Linked DNA regions of Mus musculus: region 2 is linked to region 1. The links are chromatin contacts, called in public HiChIP or PLAC-seq maps. All regions are on one chromosome and are shown on one strand. The core of a region is the stretch at or near the end of the contact, and the rest is flanking DNA. Distances in the headings are between cores, read along the strand shown.

Region 1 (2,782 bases), core at 63-2,562:
TCTCAACTCAGAGACTGAGAACCTCTTGATCTATACTATCCTGGTCTAGAACGGCACAAACGCCACGCTCTAGACACTAGAATGGGACTCCCAGAGCTGATTAGTGGACCCTATAAACAAACCATCCTCTTTGCAACAAAGAAATCTCAAATTATGGAGTTTGAGAGGGCACCCAGTCTATCTAGGTTCCATCCCCTTCACACTAAAGAAAATTACTCATGCCAGGTGGTAGTGGCGCACGCCTTTAATCCTAGTATTCCAGAGGCAGAGGCAGGAGGATCTCTGAATTCGAAGCCAATCTGGTCTACAAAGCTAGTTCTAGCAGCCAAGGATACACAAAGAAACCTTGTCTCAAAACAAAAAACAAAGTGGTGGGGGGTGTTGGGGGGGGGATGCAACTACTTACTATTCTCCACTGTAGGATCGTAGCCTTCCAGGAACTCGCCTTCCACAAATTGATGTGCCAAAGATGTCTTCCCTTTAAGGACCAAAGATTGTTGTAATATAGTCATCCATCCATATTTACACCTTTTGTCCTTTCGGACTGTGGCCAGGACCAAAGGGCACCTCACATCAGCATCCCAGATTGTGGGAGCTCCCAAGCAATGCTTACCCTTTGTCTTTTATTACCATCATCCTAACAAGTAGATTTCCGCGACGTTTTGGTGATTCGATGCATTCAGTGACGCTTCAGGAAGCCCTTTCCTGCCCCACCCCATCTCACCCTTTGAAAAAGATTCCCCGGGATCTAGTGCACCAGGCCAAGGACACTTGCAAGTGTCTAGCCGGCAGAGATCTCCACCACACCTTCAAATACTGATCCCACCCCCGCTCCCAGAGAGAGCAACGCGGGGACGACTGGTGCAACCACAGCCCGGTACACTTTAACCCTTGCGCGCTCCTCTTCCAGCATCCCTCCACCCTTCCATCTCCTGGCAGCAAAACCGACTTCTTCCCAGGCCACATTGGGTCCTCGTGTCACATCTCCGCGACAGCGCGCCTCTTCTGGCCACAAAGCAACCGTGCTCTCGGGAGGGCGGGGACTTACCTACGGAGCGGTACCCTAGGATGGCCACCTTCCTGTAGCGCACCAGCGGCATGACAGGACGCCGCCCCGCGGGGCTCGTAGGAGTGCGGGCCGAGGGAACCCGAAGATCAGCCGAGGTGCAGGCCGAGGTGGACTCTGGGAAGAAGAGTAGCTCGCTGAAGCTACGCCCGGCAAGCCAAGGAAAACCAAAACAAGCCGCGCGCCCGGGGCAGCCCACGTGATCACAACACAGCGGCTGTACGCAAGGGAGCTGGGCGAGGGGGGGGGGGCAGGGGAGGGGACAAGACGAGCGGGATACCTAGCCGGGCGGCTCCCGGCTCCGCCCCACATGCTGCTCCCCATTGGTCTATTAGAATAGAGGAGGGCGGAGTCACCCACAGGAGGGAAGGGCGGGCCTCACGTGGAGCGGGATCTTTGGGAGCTGCACATGCGTAGACCTGAGCCTGTTCATTCATAAAGAAAGAGAAAGGAACCCGGGGTCCTAGAGGTACTTGCTGCCTAGCCAAAGAAGCTGGGACTCTCAGATGGAAAACACCTGTTGTGAAAATACAAAACGAAAAGGAAAATATCTGTTGTGGTTCGGCTGGAGTGTTTGCTTTTGAGACAGGGTCTTACTGGTGTAACCTGACTGGCCTACAGCTCTCTCTATAGATCTTGCTGGCTTCAAACTCACTGGGATCCACTTGCCTCCTCCTCCCCAGTACTGGATCAAAGGGGTGCACCACTACACGTGGCTTTGGGCTGGAGGTTTTGTTGAAAAGATTCTAGGCCCTTGAAGCACGGATTTAATCCCAGCACTCGAGAGGCAGAGAAGGGCATGTCTCAGAGTTTGAGGCCAGCCTTATTGACAGAGTGATTTTCAGGACAGCCAGGGCTACACAGAGAAACCTGTTCTCAGGAGTGGGGGTGGGTTCTAGGCCTCTGATTTCACAGAACTGGAGTTCTTGTTGTTTGGGAAATTATTTCAGTGTGTATGCAGTCTTAGGTTTCCTTATCATACCCAGGACACTCATTTATTCAACAAATACTGACTGAGGCAGGAGGATGCTGAGTTTGAGACTGGCCTGGGCTATACAAGATCAAGCCACCCAAGACCTTGTCCAGAAAAAGGGAAAAAGGAAAAGAAAAGCATACGTCTATAATCGAAGGATTTAAGAGGTGAAGACAAGAAGGTCAGGAGGAGTTCAAACTCATTACGGCCTCAGCTATGTAGTGAGTTTGAGCCCAAAAGACCTTGTTCTAAAAAAAGAAAAAAGGCTGTTGCCCATGTTCCGCATGCTCTGGACAAGACACTGTTGCAGGCTTGCTAAAAGAGATAAACATGGCATCTGTTTTCCTGGCATTTAAATTTATTCAGAGTTTGGAGCTGCATGAGGCCAGCCTTGTTTGCAGTCCCCAGAACACACACACACACATGCACACACACACATATGCACAAAACCTTAGGGAGACAAGTATGTATGTCATGGACAGCTTCAAATTAACCAGCGGGTTCATCCCGTTGAGGTAGAACCTAGGAAGTTGGCCGCTGGTGGCCGGTGTTCCTAAGGCTCTGCTTCACTCTGGTTTGTTTGGTTTTTGTTTTTTGTTTTTTCCAAGACAGGGTTTCTCTGTGTAGCCCTGGCTGTCCTGGAACTCACTCTGTAGACCAGGCTGGCCTCGAACTCTGCTTCTGCCTCCCGAGTGCTGGAATTAAAGGCTTGCGCCACCATGCCTGGCTCTGCTTCATTCTGG
Region 2 (2,870 bases), core at 100-2,599, 470 kb after region 1:
CTCACAACCATCTGCAATGGGATCCAATGTACTCTTCTGGTGTGTCTGAAGACAGCTACAGTGTACTCAAAATAAATAAACAAATAAATAAATAAATCTTTTTAAAGGGGGGGGAGAGAGTGTGTGTGTGTGTGTGTGTTCCCTATAATCTAGAGAGACCCTGGGGGATGGGGGCTACAGAGAGGGCTCAGTGGTTAAGAGCACTGACTGCTCTGCCAAAGGACACAGGTTCAACTCCCAGCACCCAAACTCCAGTTTCAGACAATCTGATGCCCTCATCTGGCCTCTGCAGGTATCAGGCAAGCACACAGTCCACAGACACATAAACACCCACATAAATAAAAATTTTAAGTGTAAATGTGACATTTTTAAAAATTAAATAAGGAAACCCTGAGTAGCTTTTGGCTACATGTGGTGACATATATCTCTAATCCTAGCACTAGGGAGGCAGAGGCAGGTAGATCTGTTAAGCGTGAGGCCTGGTCTATATAGCAAGCTCCTGGCCAAGCAGGACTACCCAGTGAGACCTCATGGAAGTGTGAGGCACCCTAGGTGGCATGTTTAGTCAGGGTCAGAGGTTAGAAGGGATGTAGAACCAAGCATTTCATAACTAGCACTTGTCTCAGACTATCTCCGTGACCGCCCTCAACAACCACTGCAGCAAATGCTCCTTCACCTGTAACCCAGTAAGAACTGGAGACCAACTCGCTCAAAGTCACATATGAAGTCATAAAACCAGCGGGCGTGGTGCTGCGTGCCTTTAATTCCAGCACTGAGGAGATGGAGGCAGAGGCAGGTGGATCTCTGTAAACTGGAGGCCAGCCTGGTCTACAGAGAGCTCCAGGACAGCCAGGGCTACACAGAGAAACCCTGTGTTGAATCACTGCCATCACCACCACCATCACTACCACCCCCAAAAAGAAAAAAACTTGGAGGGGTAAAAAAAAAAAAAAAAAAAAAAAGGAAAGTACTAGAACCCAAATTTAAGCCCAGACAGGTGGTTTCCAGCAGCCAGGGTCTTCTACCATGTCCTGCCATGAGCTTTGATGGAGCACGGGGAACTCCATTTCTAATTCAGGAAGGTCCTGATTTGTCTGACAGCTTTGATCTCTAAACCATGCTTCCTTGCCTAGCAAGACCGAGTAAAACCAGCTGAGCAAGGCAGTGCAAAGACACCATCAACGTTTCTCAGTAAGAGTCACTATGCAGAACAAGAGAAAGGAACTGTCCTCTGAGACACAGCATGCTCTAACAGCCAAGGAACATTTCAAACTTTACACAGCACACGCTGTGCGAAGCACGCTGGCACACACCTCTAGTCCTAGCCCTTAGGAGGCAGAGGCAAGCAGATCTCTGTGAGTCAGGATCTGGCTGTGAGACCTTGCCTGAAAACAAAACAAAGAACAGCTCAGGCTTTGGGAGCAAGAGATGACGCAGGTTTGAATCTTGGTCAGGAGACTTTGACTAGGATTATGAATCTGGGTCATTTGTTTTAAAATATTTGTCATGAGATACTAGGAAAGTTGTCAGCTTTCTGTGCCTGTTTTCCCATCTGCAAAATAGGAATATGATGTAGCCCAACAGCTAGTGCAGGAGGGGTCCATTATCTCCTGCAAGCCAACCACTCTGCAGGGGAGAGCGGCTTTACACATACCATCTATCAGGGGTTTACCAGACGGGCAGGACAGAAGCAATGACTAAGCTGCCACACTATCAGAACAGCCGGGAAATCTGGGATTCCACTCAACTTGTCAGGTCACAGTGTGGTTATCTTAGAGATTAGGGGAAGATGTCACCAGATTTCCAGCATTCCTGGTATACCTCAAATCCCTCACTTTCCCAGCTGTCCCTGACTTCCTCCAGTTCCACCTGTGGTCTGTAAACCTGTCAATCATTCTCCTCAGCCTCTACTCTTCTCATGTCCGCTTTGCTCCCTGGGACACTAAGTCCTCTGAGTTTCCCTCCCAGTTCCCGAAGGGCTGGGCTGTGGGAATATAAACTGACCAGGTTTTACTTGACCAGTACACTAGTAACCCTTAAATATATAGTTCTGCCCCAAGTATCTCTTTTGAGCTCCACTGGTAAATCTCCAGCTTCCCAGTAGATGTTATTCCCACATCTGGTTCTGAGCCTTCATGTCTCAGACAGGCCTCACCACTTACCATTCTCAGGTTGTTCTGTGTTCTGTCAGCTGAAGGAACTTTCACTTAACTGACCAAGCAAGCTAGAAACCTCAGGAGACATCCTGAGTTTCATGGTCTCGTCTCCATGCTCCCAGTGTCAGACTTAATAGGCCCTCTAAGTCCCACTGTGCCTCCACCATCATCATATAGTACTCAACTCCTCCTCTCGTTGCTGACTTCGTCCCATGGGACTCACGGGACTGACCTACACACAACCCACAATCTGCTTGTGACACTCCCTTGGAAAAAGCATTAGGTACAGTTCCTTCCATGTAACATCCAAGGCTTCATCCCCCACTGCTCCAGCCTGCACTACACAACAGCAGTGAGCTGCCCTGGACAGATCTCGGCGCACATCAAGCTCTGTCCCCTCCATGTCTAGGCCCATGCTGTCCTCTCTCTGGAGTGCTTTCTCTGTCCCAGACTCTGTCCAAATCCTATTAGCCCATCGGCCAACAGAGATTTCCTCCTGCAGGTGATGTTCCCCTGGTGCTATGCATGTTTCCAGCCGATGTTCACCAAAACCTCACCTAACTACATACTGTAATTATACGTTCCCTGAGTTTGGCTCCCCCTCCAGCCTGAGCTCCTGGGGTAGACACTGTCTTAGTCATCTTTAGTCCTATGGCAATTAACACAATTCTAAGCCCTCAATAAATGCCTGCTGAGCCTTTGATGGCTGAAATG

The links. HiChIP or PLAC-seq counts read pairs in DNA pulled down with a chosen protein or histone mark.
Region 2: an H3K27ac HiChIP or PLAC-seq map of extraembryonic endoderm stem cells shows a contact between it and region 1, with 2.0 times the contacts expected there. The contact joins the enhancer-like site here to the promoter of Rhebl1 in region 1. A contact is called at or near these places in 14 of 39 promoter capture datasets (the 3T3-L1 cell line, 3T3-L1-derived adipocytes, the C10 cell line and 9 more), 3 of 115 datasets of contacts at active chromatin or transcription factors (bone marrow-derived macrophages, extraembryonic endoderm stem cells and pancreatic cancer cells) and 1 of 9 other capture datasets (liver).

What each region holds. Positions count from the first base shown.
Region 1 is chr15:98,880,102-98,882,883 of GRCm38.p6, forward strand. It overlaps Rhebl1 (Ras homolog enriched in brain like 1), which reads right to left and starts at 1,313. Exons shown (of 8, transcript NM_026967.4): 1 at 1,049-1,313; 2 at 407-478. The coding sequence starts at 1,100. It also overlaps a transcript of Dhh not described here.
Region 2 is chr15:99,350,677-99,353,546 of GRCm38.p6, forward strand. The region is part of intron 1 of Fmnl3 (formin-like 3); the gene reads right to left. Among named protein-coding and RNA genes, the nearest start is that of Gm22951, 16 kb to the right of the region's middle. Within about 2 kb of position 1,350, at least 31 of the 459 cell types and tissues checked have an H3K27ac peak or open chromatin away from gene starts, as enhancers often do. A contact at or near this core is called in extraembryonic endoderm stem cells, where this site is marked.